Regions from separate parts of the Mus musculus genome. Here all the other regions are linked to region 4. The links are chromatin contacts, called in public Hi-C and HiChIP or PLAC-seq maps. All regions are on one chromosome and are shown on one strand. The core of a region is the stretch at or near the end of the contact, and the rest is flanking DNA. Distances in the headings are between cores, read along the strand shown. Region 1 has its middle 35 kb from the start of Gm20110. Region 2 has its middle 9.7 kb from the start of Gm20110. Region 3 has its middle 14 kb from the start of Gm34921. Region 4 has its middle 18 kb from the start of Gm34983.

What was found. A called contact is a pair of places that touch in the nucleus more often than the background predicts. HiChIP or PLAC-seq counts read pairs in DNA pulled down with a chosen protein or histone mark.
Region 1: a contact with region 4 is called in a Hi-C map of the N1E-115 cell line, with 3 times the contacts expected there. The contact joins two enhancer-like sites. A contact is called at or near these places in 14 of 39 promoter capture datasets (the 3T3-L1 cell line, 3T3-L1-derived adipocytes, the C10 cell line and 8 more), 2 of 15 datasets of contacts at CTCF or cohesin (CD8 T cells and pro-B cells), 18 of 484 Hi-C or Micro-C datasets (the N1E-115 cell line, Th1 cells, bone marrow-derived macrophages and 10 more) and 4 of 115 datasets of contacts at active chromatin or transcription factors (CD8 T cells, bone marrow-derived macrophages, fibro-adipogenic progenitors and 1 more).
Region 2: a contact with region 4 is called in an H3K27ac HiChIP or PLAC-seq map of microglia, with 4 times the contacts expected there. The contact joins two enhancer-like sites. A contact is called at or near these places in 3 of 39 promoter capture datasets (the C10 cell line, liver and pre-B cells) and 2 of 115 datasets of contacts at active chromatin or transcription factors (CD8 T cells and microglia).
Region 3: a contact with region 4 is called in a Hi-C map of the N1E-115 cell line, with 2.6 times the contacts expected there. The contact joins two enhancer-like sites. A contact is called at or near these places in 7 of 39 promoter capture datasets (the C10 cell line, HPC-7-derived erythroid cells, cranial neural crest and 2 more), 1 of 15 datasets of contacts at CTCF or cohesin (the NIH/3T3 cell line), 11 of 484 Hi-C or Micro-C datasets (the AML12 cell line, the C10 cell line, the N1E-115 cell line and 7 more) and 10 of 115 datasets of contacts at active chromatin or transcription factors (the 230-238 cell line, CD8 T cells, bone marrow-derived macrophages and 5 more).

What each region holds. Positions count from the first base shown.
Region 1 is chr10:99,572,660-99,575,527 of GRCm38.p6, forward strand. No RefSeq gene overlaps it. Among named protein-coding and RNA genes, the nearest start is that of Gm20110, 35 kb to the right of the region's middle. Within about 2 kb of position 1,567, at least 13 of the 459 cell types and tissues checked have an H3K27ac peak or open chromatin away from gene starts, as enhancers often do. A contact at or near this core is called in the N1E-115 cell line, double positive thymocytes and pro-B cells, where this site is marked.
Region 2 is chr10:99,598,092-99,600,826 of GRCm38.p6, forward strand. No RefSeq gene overlaps it. Among named protein-coding and RNA genes, the nearest start is that of Gm20110, 9.7 kb to the right of the region's middle. Within about 2 kb of position 1,465, at least 65 of the 459 cell types and tissues checked have an H3K27ac peak or open chromatin away from gene starts, as enhancers often do. A contact at or near this core is called in microglia, where this site is marked.
Region 3 is chr10:99,283,435-99,286,604 of GRCm38.p6, forward strand. No RefSeq gene overlaps it. Among named protein-coding and RNA genes, the nearest start is that of Gm34921, 14 kb to the left of the region's middle. Within about 2 kb of position 1,592, at least 84 of the 459 cell types and tissues checked have an H3K27ac peak or open chromatin away from gene starts, as enhancers often do. A contact at or near this core is called in the N1E-115 cell line and liver, where this site is marked.
Region 4 is chr10:99,439,907-99,442,934 of GRCm38.p6, forward strand. No RefSeq gene overlaps it. Among named protein-coding and RNA genes, the nearest start is that of Gm34983, 18 kb to the right of the region's middle. Within about 2 kb of position 1,390, at least 73 of the 459 cell types and tissues checked have an H3K27ac peak or open chromatin away from gene starts, as enhancers often do. A contact at or near this core is called in the N1E-115 cell line, double positive thymocytes, liver and 2 more, where this site is marked.

The sequences.
Region 1 (2,868 bases), core at 317-2,816, 130 kb after region 4:
GCTTGCTTGAAATGAGGTGTACTGCACTCCTGAGTTTATAATAAAATACGTAACCTCTATTTTTGATTAAAACCCAAGCCACCTGTAAAATGCTTCCTAAAGCTAACTTTAGAGTCGAGATTCGTAGACTCTAGAGTTTAGTATCAGAGTGTCAGAACCTAGGAGAGTATAGAGAATACTCACCAGCCTTAGCTTTCTACCCCATCTCTGTACAGCCCCTCAAAAGGATTTGCATGTGGGTCTGTGGGTATTGAACCTGCGCCTCCAGGGGCCGTTGGCATCACATCCCTGTAGAGGTCATTCTTTATGAGTAGACAGCACCCCATTTTACTCCTACTAGGTTAATATGAGGTCTTAAGACATTCCACATGGGGCCTCAGGCCACTGAAGTGGCAACTACTGGGGTCCTGGATTAGAAAGTGGGGTCTGTGGTAGGACAAGTGGTAGTCTGAAGGAGGATGACCTCTTGGCTCTGTAGCTTCCACAGCCGTAGAAGAGGACACGGAAGTAGAATTCCTGTTGCTGAAGCACTCTTGCCAGGGTTAATGGTGTCCATATTGGGGTGTGCTTCCTTCTTCTCCCGGGGTTCTCTTCCTCCGTGATGTCTAATGGAGTCGAACTCACTTCTCAAGCAGCATGGCATGTTGGGTCTCCTTCCAGAAAACCTTAATTCTCCTAGTATGTAACTCATTTGTCCTAAGATGGCAATAGCAAAAGACCGTAAGTCACTTAAGCACTGTGCACCCAGTTTTCTTTTAGGGCTCTCAAGAGATTTGGAAAAGTCAATATGTGCAGAAAGCTATATCGAAAGAAGTATTAAGTACTATAACTGCTAGCTGTGTACTCACACAGCACCCCGTTCTTACGCAGAAAGGCTTCATGTTGCTTTATTATATTTCCATTAGCGCCGTCTCTTCTGGCAACGTGCTATTGAATGCAAGGACTTAAATTGATTTAATTCTGTACTCTGAGCACAAAACCCAATGTACATTACTTAGTTGCTGCTCGGTAAATAGATTTGGGGTAGTTAAATCATCTTTTGGCAACTTGGAATTTGCTCCCGCAAGTGTTTATGCTGTGGTCTCTGCACGCCTATAAGGGAAGTGCCTGGGATTGAGCTCAGCTTCCTAGAACTTTCCAACTGTACGCACTTAGAGAGTTAGATGGGCAAGGTAGAACCAACCCCGAACCATGTCACTGGGTGGCTGGCAAAGAGAAGGAATATTCAAGTGGCATTCTTAAGGATCAGTTACATCTGTCCAAGATGCTGATTCTGTGTCACGACAAAAACTTCTCATCCACGACATCCCATTATGGAATGCTGTCTATGTCTTTGTAGGCGCCGACGAACGTGCAGGCTACTTTCCCAAGGTCTTTGTGACCAAGTGTTTTCTCAGCATCTTCCCTCTGAGGTGTTTGTGTCACTGTTAGTCTTCATTGGACCTGCTTATTCTGATGACTTGCAGATGAACAGGGCTCCGGAAATACGGCCAGGAGAGGGACCGTAAAGATGTTTGCCTGATTACGATTGCGAAACCACTCTGTCAAGTTTTCCCTATCATTTACTCAAGTGGTTGCTAGGTAATTTCTAGTCCAGCTCCACAATTAAAGTGAAAGGGCCTGGCAGCCAGCTCATCACTCGGTGGTTCTTCCGCTCGAGCTGGGCCTGAGCTGTGATCAGATACAACAGAATGCTTTGCACGGGACCTAGAAAACCCAAGCAAAGGGCCGCAGAAACCCTCCTCAGCGAGTCCAACCTCATTCTGGGAACATTGTTCTCTCAGTGACCCATAGGATGATAAAAGTGTGTTCTTTTTGTGCTTGCAGAGCTATGTTTAAGGTTTTCCCTTCTCCCACCCCAAAAGAAAACAGAAAGGAGGAAAAAAACAAACCTACTTAAATTACAGGGCATCTAAAAACAATATTAGGTGTTCTTTGAGTTTTCAAGTAATTATAACTATTCTAAAGTAATTGGCTTTACAACAAAGACTTGGACAGCTAAAGTGTGGAGAGTCCAAGACTCAGAGCGATTTCTGTGTTTTAGCTTACTTAATCTTCATGAATATCCTACTAGGTAGGAAGTCCTATTGTCTTTATGTTACCAGTGAGAAATGGAGGCATAGGAAACTATAGATTCACTTAGGTTCAAATGTTCCAAGGGTTAAATCTAGGTCCTTGTGTATACTAAGCATGGTTTGAGTCACTGATCTGTATCTCCATCCCCAGAATTAGGGCCATAGATTAAGGATACAGGGCCAGCATTCAAGCCTAGCCTGTTTTGTTAGTCTGATCATTTCACAGCCTTTTTTTTTTTAAATGTGGCAAAGACACATTTATTCATCAATTCTTCACTAGAGAGACCCCTTCTGAGCTATATTTTAAGGGAAGGAAATTCTAAGGGCATAATGTTAGTGAAGACTTTGTAGTTCCTGCTTTTTGTTATATATATTTTAATTCTTACTTTTGTTCTTTGTTTTGATTCAGGGTGTTGCTGTGTAGCTCTTGTTACTATGATCTCAAGAGATCCACTTTCCTCTGTCTCCTGAGTGCTGGGGTTAAGGGGGTGCCCCATCATGCCTGGCTTTAATTTTTCATTTTTAAGCCATATTAAATAAGATGTGATACAAATGAATTTGCAAATTTTCAGTAATGGAATTTCACATTACCATATTGCCCGTATTGGTATTTTGGTCCTCGTAGGATATGGGGCTGATCTCTTAAAATGAAGATTTTTTTTTTTCTGAATGAAATACAATCAAGGTTGAAGAGAATGCAAGGCACTTTCTCCATTGCTAGAATCAATGTCAACCTGACATAGGGGTCTTGTTTCCATGGCAACACATCAAGGCATTAACCGTTTGTTGCAGA
Region 2 (2,735 bases), core at 215-2,714, 160 kb after region 4:
GCAATGGTTCAGTAGTAGCTGTGAATGGAAGTCCAACGATCTAGCAGTTACTCAGTCCCACAGGCAAGCAGGCAAGGGAGCAAGAGCAAGACTCCCTTCTTCCAATGTCCTTATATTGTCTCCAGCAGAATGTGTAGCCCAGATTAAAGGTGTGTTCCACCACACCTTTAATCCCAGATGACCTTGAACTCGGAGATTTAATCTTCTGGGATCTGTAGCCACTATGCCTCAAGGTCTCCATACCAAGATCCAGATCAGAAACTTCTATCTCCCAGCCTCCAGATAAGGGTCACTGGTGAGCCTTCCAATTCTGGATTGTAGTTCATTCCAAATATAGTTAAGTTGACAACCAGGAATAGCCACTACTGGAGGAAAGGGTTTATTCAGTTTATACTTCCACACTGCTGTTCATCACCAAAGAAAGTCAGGACAGGAACTCACACAGGGCAGGAACTTGGAGGCAGAATCAGAGGCCATGGAGGGATGTTTCTTACTGGCTTGCTCAGCTTGCTTTCTTATAGAATCCAGGACCATCAGCCCAGGGATGGCACCACCCACTGTGGACCCTCCCACGCTTGATTACTAATTGAGAAAATGCCTTACAGCTGGATCTCATGGAGGCATTTCCTCAAGGGAGGCTCCTTTCGCTGTGATAACTCCAGCTTTCTCAGGTTGACACACAAAACCAGCCAATACAGTATGTCACTAGCTTTAGGTGCTCAAGCCAGGCCCTATGTCACTCTCTGTTCACGCTGACTTTGAATACAGATGTAGAACTCTCACCCACTTCCTCAGCACTGTGTCTGCCTGCATGCTGCCATGCTTCCTGCCATGATGACAATGGACTAAACTTCTGAAAAGTAAGCCAGCCCCAATGACATGTTTTCCTTTATAAGAGTTGCTGTGGTCATAGTGTCTCTTCACAGAAATAGAAACCCTAATACAATGACCATACGGATGCCTTGCAACTTAATGGAACTCCAGGGATAGGCAGGCAAATCAACAGATTTTTAAAATTTAATTCACCCTTTCATAAATTATAGGCATGTTAAAACTTAGCAGAGATATCAGATAGGTTAAGATGATGTATTAATATTAGGTCACAACAAACATGTGGGAGGATTCTTTACTCACAAAATGAAGAACAAACATTTCCTGGAATACATTTTACACACACACACACACACACACACACACACACACACACACACACACACGAAGCCATCAAAGAATAGAACTTTAGAAGACCAGTATCCCATAAGGTAAAGAGTATTTTCCTCTCAAATTCCTTTTTACGAATGTCAAAGATATACCAGTAAACAGAGGCTCACAAGAAAACACATTAACTGGCCCTTCTCTTTCTAAACATGACTATCGCTTACTAAAGACAGTGGTATTGAGCAGAGCCATGACAGCTCCTTTGAGAGATTATAAGCACCATTGTAGTTTTAAAGGAGCACAGATGGGTGTTGGGAGCCGCCCCCACATTCGCCGTCACAAGATGGCGTTGACATCCTGTGTTCTAAGTGGTAAACAAATAATCTGCGCATGTGCCAAGGGTATTTACGACTACTTGTACTCTGCTTTTCCCGTGAACGTCAGCTCGGCCATGGGCTGCAGCCAATCAGGGAGTGATGCGTCCTAAGTGAAGGGTCACTCCTCCTTAAAGGGGACGGGGTTTTCCGCCATTCTCTCTCGCTGGCATCTCTCTGGCTCTGCGCGCCCTGCGCTCGCTCGCTGCCTAAAGATGTAAACAATAGAGCACGCTCTGCGCTTTGGCGCGCCGGAGCTCTGGCTCCTAAAAATTATTTGGAGGGGCTTTCGTTTTTGGGGCTGGGCGCTGGGCGCTTGCTCTCCTGGCTCCCAAAGATGTAAGCAATAAAGTTTTGCCGCAGAAGATTCTGGTCTGTTGCATCTTTCCTGGCCGGGCGTGAGAACGCGTCTAATAACAGATGGGTTTGCCTAGCATTTTGGGGGGCTCTGTGTTCAATTTGGAGGCACTCTGTTCTTGTGAGTCTTGGCTGGGTAGATCCAAATGAACATTTGAACATGATTGCGATTCCTCAGCAAGGGTCCCTAAAGTTAATTGCCTTTTCTTATGTCTCTAATAGACAGAACTGACCTTTGTGCCGGTTTCTGTTTGGGACTCAAGAAAGCAAAGGAAGGCTTACAAATCTGTTGTATTCACAGGAGAGAAGGGAATGCCGCGCTTTCCTTGGAATCCCTCCTCACATTGGATGTACTAGTTTAATTGAGCCAAGACTCAGTGATTTTTGGCAAGTTAAAAATATATATCCAATTTGTCTGTGAGGAAGAGCTGAGGGTAGCCCTGAAATTAGCAGTGATACCCAGGCATGGTGAATCTAAGTATGTGCATGTCAGGGCCTGTATTTTAATGCCATATTCCCATTATTCTTGAGAGACAAGTAATGTCATCAAATAAATAGTGCAGAGTATCTCTGAGTGTTATTTTACAAATGGGAAAACTGAGAATCAAGAACATTATCTAACCTGCTGTTGTCACCGGGTCTTTAGATTAAATCAAGTTTCTTTTCACCTAAACCTATGCTCTTCTCTCTTTTAAATCTCTCACACGCCTAGGGTGACAGTGCAAACCGGAGAGGGTCCCAGATTACATTTTAAAGCTCAAGTGCTTGCCCTGGCCGCACTTGCCATATAGCTGACTCAACTTCCCCCAAACAAGATTTTTCGTGTATCTAAAATAAGGCAATGAG
Region 3 (3,170 bases), core at 342-2,841, 160 kb before region 4:
CCAGATCAAACTCACCAATACTGCCACTATATTAAGGTATAGCAACACCAAGAATTGCACCCTGCCCCCCCTAACTCTCCCTTCTTACTCTCATGATAGAAGATGTCAAAGATGTAATGGAGAAATCAAAGATTGCATTTATGGATGCATGAGATCTGTGCATTTGCTCGACAGTGTTTTAATCCCAGATCTCTGTTTCCTTCCACCCTGTGCCACAAGAAAATAACACGTTAAACTGCTCACACCACTCTGGGTCTAATGGGCTAAACTGAGGAGCAACTTTACAGAAGCTAATGTCCCAGGTAAGGTGCCCAGGAGTGGGGTGGTAGGAGACAGAATAATTGTCCTTGCAGGGCCTGCCTTCTGCATTTCAAGGGCTACACATGCTATCTCTTTTGTTTCCCCAGTGTCAGCCCTGAACTTAGGGCAATGATGCTATGATCCTTCTGTCTTCTCAGGGGAAAGCTTAAGCTCTCAGGCGACAAGACCACTCTGAAGCAAGCTTTGCAGTCTCTAACTAGGCAGTGGGTGCAGGGCAGGAGGAGAAATAGAAGAGGCAGCTCTCTGTCCTCCACGGGACAAATGCCTTTGTGAGCCTTGGGGAACCTGTTGCTGTGTTGGCCAATCAAGACTCAAGACTGTCCTAAGCTGGCCTTGCTTTTGGCAACAGTAGGGCCTATGTTTGTTTCCAGAAATCACGGTGGCGATCACAAAGAGGCTGTGTTCACATGTAATCTGGCTTGACAGAAATTAATTTTTAATAAGAGACTCCATTCATTCGGTCACATCATTGCCCTTTGGGGCCTGTGTCAGGGTCAACCATCCAGAGCTGGCTGCTGTGCTCTTGGCTATAGCCTGGGGCGTGTTTGCGCTCTTGCGCATGCGCGCACTAATGTGCATGCCAGTAGAGGGGGTTGGGGGTTGAGGAGCGTAGACTGGTCATAGTCAGCTTACAAGTCGAGACCAGGTATTAGTCTAATCAGAAGCTGAAGGAGGCAGGAAGCCCACTTATTTCTTTGTTCTCCACACCCCCGCAAGACACTGTGTCTAGTGCCTTGTTTGGTGGCTACCTTCTTCACAGACTCAAGGTCTCATGGACCTCGGGACAAGCCTTTCACTATGGTGGTGTTAAGGAACGCTTACTTGGCACTGTTATTTAATGGCAATACTCAAAAGGTACAGCATCATCAGCTCCATTGCAAACAGCTGGGAGTTAAGGGCCGCCCTCATCCCTGTACCAAATCATCTCGCCTCCTTATTTCTGCTCCTCCTCACTGTTACACGGAGGCGAAGCAGCTCCCCTATCTGTCCCACCTCTCCATGGAGTTACTTGAAATAACGGTACTCCATAGGCCTTGAGTCATGAGCAAATTCTCTCCATGCCATTCACCTAATCCCCTCGAGGTGCTCGTCTTTGACTTGTTATCAGTAATGATGTGGGGGTGGGGTGGGGTGGGGGTGGGTGCTTACCCCATTTTCAGATCTGGGGCCTTCTGTGTCTTTTTTCTTTTGGTAGTTGCTTCCATCTTCCTGTCCCCTCCTGCCGCACCCCCAGGAAATGCACTTTTCTTTCTTTCTTTTTGGTTCTGCTAAAAGACAGAAGCTCGAGCGAGGCTCTGCCTTCTCAGTGTGGGCGGCGCTGCCTTTCTCAGAACCGCACACTTATCCTCCAGCCGCCTCCAAAGGCTTTATCAGGAGACATGGTGACTTCTCTCCTAAATTACACAGATAGGTTTAAAAATAGGGTTCAGGGTTTCCTTGTCAGGAGAGCTGTCAGCCGGCCCACTTTTGACACCCTTTCTCCCTCCCTTTGTTGGTACACGTCAAAGCATTTTTATTTTTATTTGAGAAGTGTTCTGCTTAAGTTTTCTGGAGCCTTTAAATTACCAGAAACGTTAGTGGGGGTGGGGGTGGGGGTGGGGGTCTGGAGAGGGATGGGGGGTGCTTAAAATGATTCTTCTTCCTGACTTAAAATCTTGAGCAATTTGATTTTCTGTGCCTTCCTGTCTTTGCATGCACATTGTCAGCATGAAAATGAATTGTAGAAATCTATTTTGGTGGAGGCAAGAGCCCTGATGTACAGAGCTCTGCTTTGTGTCAAGGCAGGGATACGTTTTTAGGGCATAAAGTGGATTTGGTATGACTAACTGTGCATAGTGAAAATGGCAGAGGCCGTGAAAGATGAACTGAACAAGAGAAGAAAACCACACAACAACATACCCTGTAAGTAGAAACAAATTAGCCATAGTAATAGCAACTAGACCCCACCACACATGCTCGTAGTGGCACAGAGAATGGCCTGCCTCTTGGTAGAAGTTCTTTTGTTAATTCTTTCCCTCCAGAAAACAGAATTTGGGGCAACATCTTGTTCTTTGTGTGGGGGAATGTAAAACCCTCCTTCCCCCGCCCCCTGTAACCTTTTGCTTTCTCCATTCCTTTCCTCTTATCTGTGCTTTTCCGTTCCTCCCTTATATGGCCATGGCCGGCTGCCCTCGGAAGTCCAGGAATTTGAATGTTATGTGAAAGGGTAATGCTAATTGGGCCCAGTAACATTCATGTCGCCTGGGAGATGTATGGGGGTCACCAAGTGAGAGACCAGCGAGTATCCACATCTGCTGTGAGGCTTTTCATTGCTTTCTCTCCAAACACCAGTCTTAGCTAATGGCCCCAAGCCCTGCTGGCCCGTTCCCCTACCCGGGGCCAACTGTTGCCTTAATGATCAGGGCAAAGATTTCCTTAATATTTCAGCACTGGAAAAAAAAAAGAGAGGTGTGCATTTATAATCTCATGTATTGCACCCAGAAGAAGGTGCGAGAGAGAAGGGCAGGTATTATTATATCATGTCCACTTTGCAACCGAAGAACTGGAGGCTTTAGTTCCTAGTTATTGCTCGTGATGGCGCTCATTAAAGGCAGAATCCGCTTCCCCTCTCCCAGCCACAGGCTCCTTGGCGCCCTGTTTGGGTGGATTTCCTTAAACAAAATACTTCCTGACTTTTGGACATCAGGCCCCATTTGTGGATCCCAGTGAGAGATAATTTTGTCGTCTGAAAGCTCATTCAGATTTATGTCTCATATTAAGTAGGCTTTCCTTATCTCAATCTAAGTGACTTCATACTTTATAAAGTATGTTGGCTTCATTAGTGGGTATTTGTACTGACCTAGTTTTGA
Region 4 (3,028 bases), core at 140-2,639:
TCTAAGCTTGGTATTGGCTCATTTTTTTTTTAAAACAACTGAGTAAATCCCCACTCTATGTATCAGAATTTATCTATTCACTGATGAGGGACTGCATCTAAGCTTTGTTCCACTGAGTGTGGAACATTCATACTCAGGTTCCTGCATGAACACACGTTTTCAACTCCATTTACTGAGCACCAAAGAGTGACTGGTGTATCATACAGTTTGTGTTTTGCACGAAGCTGCCAAACTGTCTTCTACCATGATGGTACTATTTTGTATTGTCCCAACAATAAATGAGTTCTTGTGGTCCACACTTTTGTAGCAATTTATAGTTGTCAGTGTGTTGGGGTTTGGCCATTCTCACTGTTGCTTCAATTTTCATTACATTGGCGTCAGTAAATACACGGCATGTGTGGAGATTAATATTTACAAATGCTGCAATGAGGAATGGAGAATCCAGTTAGCAGAGTGCTAGCCTTGGCAAGCATGAGAACTTGAGTTCAGCTTCCTGGCACCCACGTATAAAGCTGGGTAAATAGATTGTGACTGTGATCAGAGTGCCAGGAACCAGCGACTAGGATGGGAAGAGGAAGGGACCTGGAACTTTTGGGTTCCAAATCATGGAGCCCCAAGATTGGTGAGAGATCTTGTTTCAAAAGTATGGCGTAAAACAGAGGTTCTTGACCTATGGATTGCAACCCCCTTTAGAGTCTAATGACCCTTTCATGGGGGTCACATATCAGATACCCTGCATGTCACATATATACATTATGATTCATAAGAGTAGCAAAATTACAATGTCCATCTCTAGCCTCCGTGGGTATACACACACACACACACACACACACACACACACACACAAACACACACACACACACACACACACATACACACACACAAACTGCCATAGTCATTAGGCATTGAAATTGCATTGTTATTTCTATGTAGAAACAAAGACCTGAATATTCATAGAATGATAAGTATTATTGTAGCCCTAAATCATTCCGTTCTTCTTTAATCGAAAAGCAAAACAAACAAACAAAACCAAAGCAGAAATCCTTGAGATGAACTCAGTACTGAGATAGTAACATGTCAAAAAGAAGGGACTAATGAGATTAGTGAGGATTGTTTTAGTTGAGTAATTAATAAGAAGGAGTGGGGGAAAAAAGCCTATCTTCAGTCGTAGCACTCAGGGCTGGTTCTTTGATCCAGAAATGGATGGGAGTAAGTAAAAAGGGATGTTCCCTCGGTAGCTTGATGATTTTGGCAACAGTCCAACCAGTGTTGCAAGAAAGGAAGCGGCCTCAAGATGAAAATCTCTTACAGGCTGGCATCTGCCCAAAGCTGAGATGTTGACAGAGAAGTGCAGGCACACCCCAAAACATCCTGATTAACTCGCAGGTGTTGTGCAAAACCCAGTGGGAAGAGGAAGACCATACTGCACCCTAGGCTGACTCTGCTGGTGGCCCTACTGGTGTGAAGAGTGCTCGATAGGCTAGAAACCCTAGGATGGTTCGGTGTTTCTGTTGTAGACTGGAGCCTTTCTCAGAGACGCATAATCTTGTTGATCTAGAAAGGATTTCGCAGAACAACTTTCCCAGTGGAATTTAGTTGTCCAGAAATTCCCTTCAAAAAATATCTCATAACACTACGCTGTATTCGGGTAGAAGGTATGTTAGCAGTAGAAGTAACTTCATGAGTTCAGTTTCAACAAATTCACTCATCACAAAGCCGATAAACCGAACGAACCAATGCTGTAATCAGAAGACGTGAAATGAGACCCGCTGGGACATGATTTGTATGGAGTATTTATCATCTTATTTGTTTTTGTATTATTTTCGTCTCTTTATACATCATGAAACAAATTGTGATCAGCATGAGATGTATTTGCGAATGGGAGGTCTCAGCAATCACCTTGTTGTCTTGTGGGTACCCTGGCTGTAGGAGAAATCTTCCTCCTGAGATCAACTGAAACCTGAGTCAAGTTGGAAATGCCAAGTCAATGCACCCAGCACTAGCTAGCATAAAGCTCTGCTGAGGTTTTGTTTATTAAACATTATGATAGTATTGTGATAGCATGCTAGCGAAAAAGTATTATTTAAAAGGTTAAAATGGCAGCCTTGGCTACCACGTTGTGTTTAAACCTCAGCTTGTTTAAATCTCATCTGGAAAGCTCTCCCATGGAACCTTAGAGAACGCTGCAGGCCGTTGGAGGAGCTGTGGTCATTATTTCTCAAGAACTAGAGTGGGCAATCCGACAAAACAAACAAGCTCAGTGCTGTTAAAGAAAATGATTTACGTTCCTTTCAGGACATGTCACAATGAGGACTGCACTATGGACTTCTCGAGCGCTTTTCTGTTTGATTTTCACGCAGAACGAATGGAACACAATGTGTAATGTTCACTAATTGCCAGTTTTATTCTGTTAGCATCTTCCTTAGGATGTGCCTAGGGGCCCAGCGATCTATTTTATTCATATGTCTTTCACCAGTTAGGTTTAAAGTCCCTTCCTAAAGTGGCCAAGCTCCTGTGTTTTCCTATTGCTGTGAGCATTAAGTAGGGAATTAATTTGCACACAGTAGGGAACTGGTTACTTACTGATTCTGCATTTAAGCTGTCTGTGAACTTATTCTCAAGCAAGCATTTACTATTGTAATGTGTGTGGTGTGGGGTATTATGCTAATGAATATTGTCAGTACATAGACTGACTCATCTATAATTTTGTGTAAAATATCATAAAACCATTTTTTATGGACTATTAACTAAAGGAGCAGGTGTTGAGTATTCACTGTTGTTCGTGTTCAGCGCTGATTCTTTAGAAGGTTGGCCTTTTGGGCAGTTAGTATACAGAAATATAAGAAACAACCTTATCAGAGATAGCTATTGGTACTGTTCTTCATTAAAATAGGCTTTTGATGGTTACTATAATTCCTTTGTAAATTGACTGTTCCTTTGCCTAATTTATCAATGCCATTCTGGTCAATAAACCTAATAATGTAATTTTTACCATCAGTGTTGTAAATAAAAAAAAAAACAATGATAA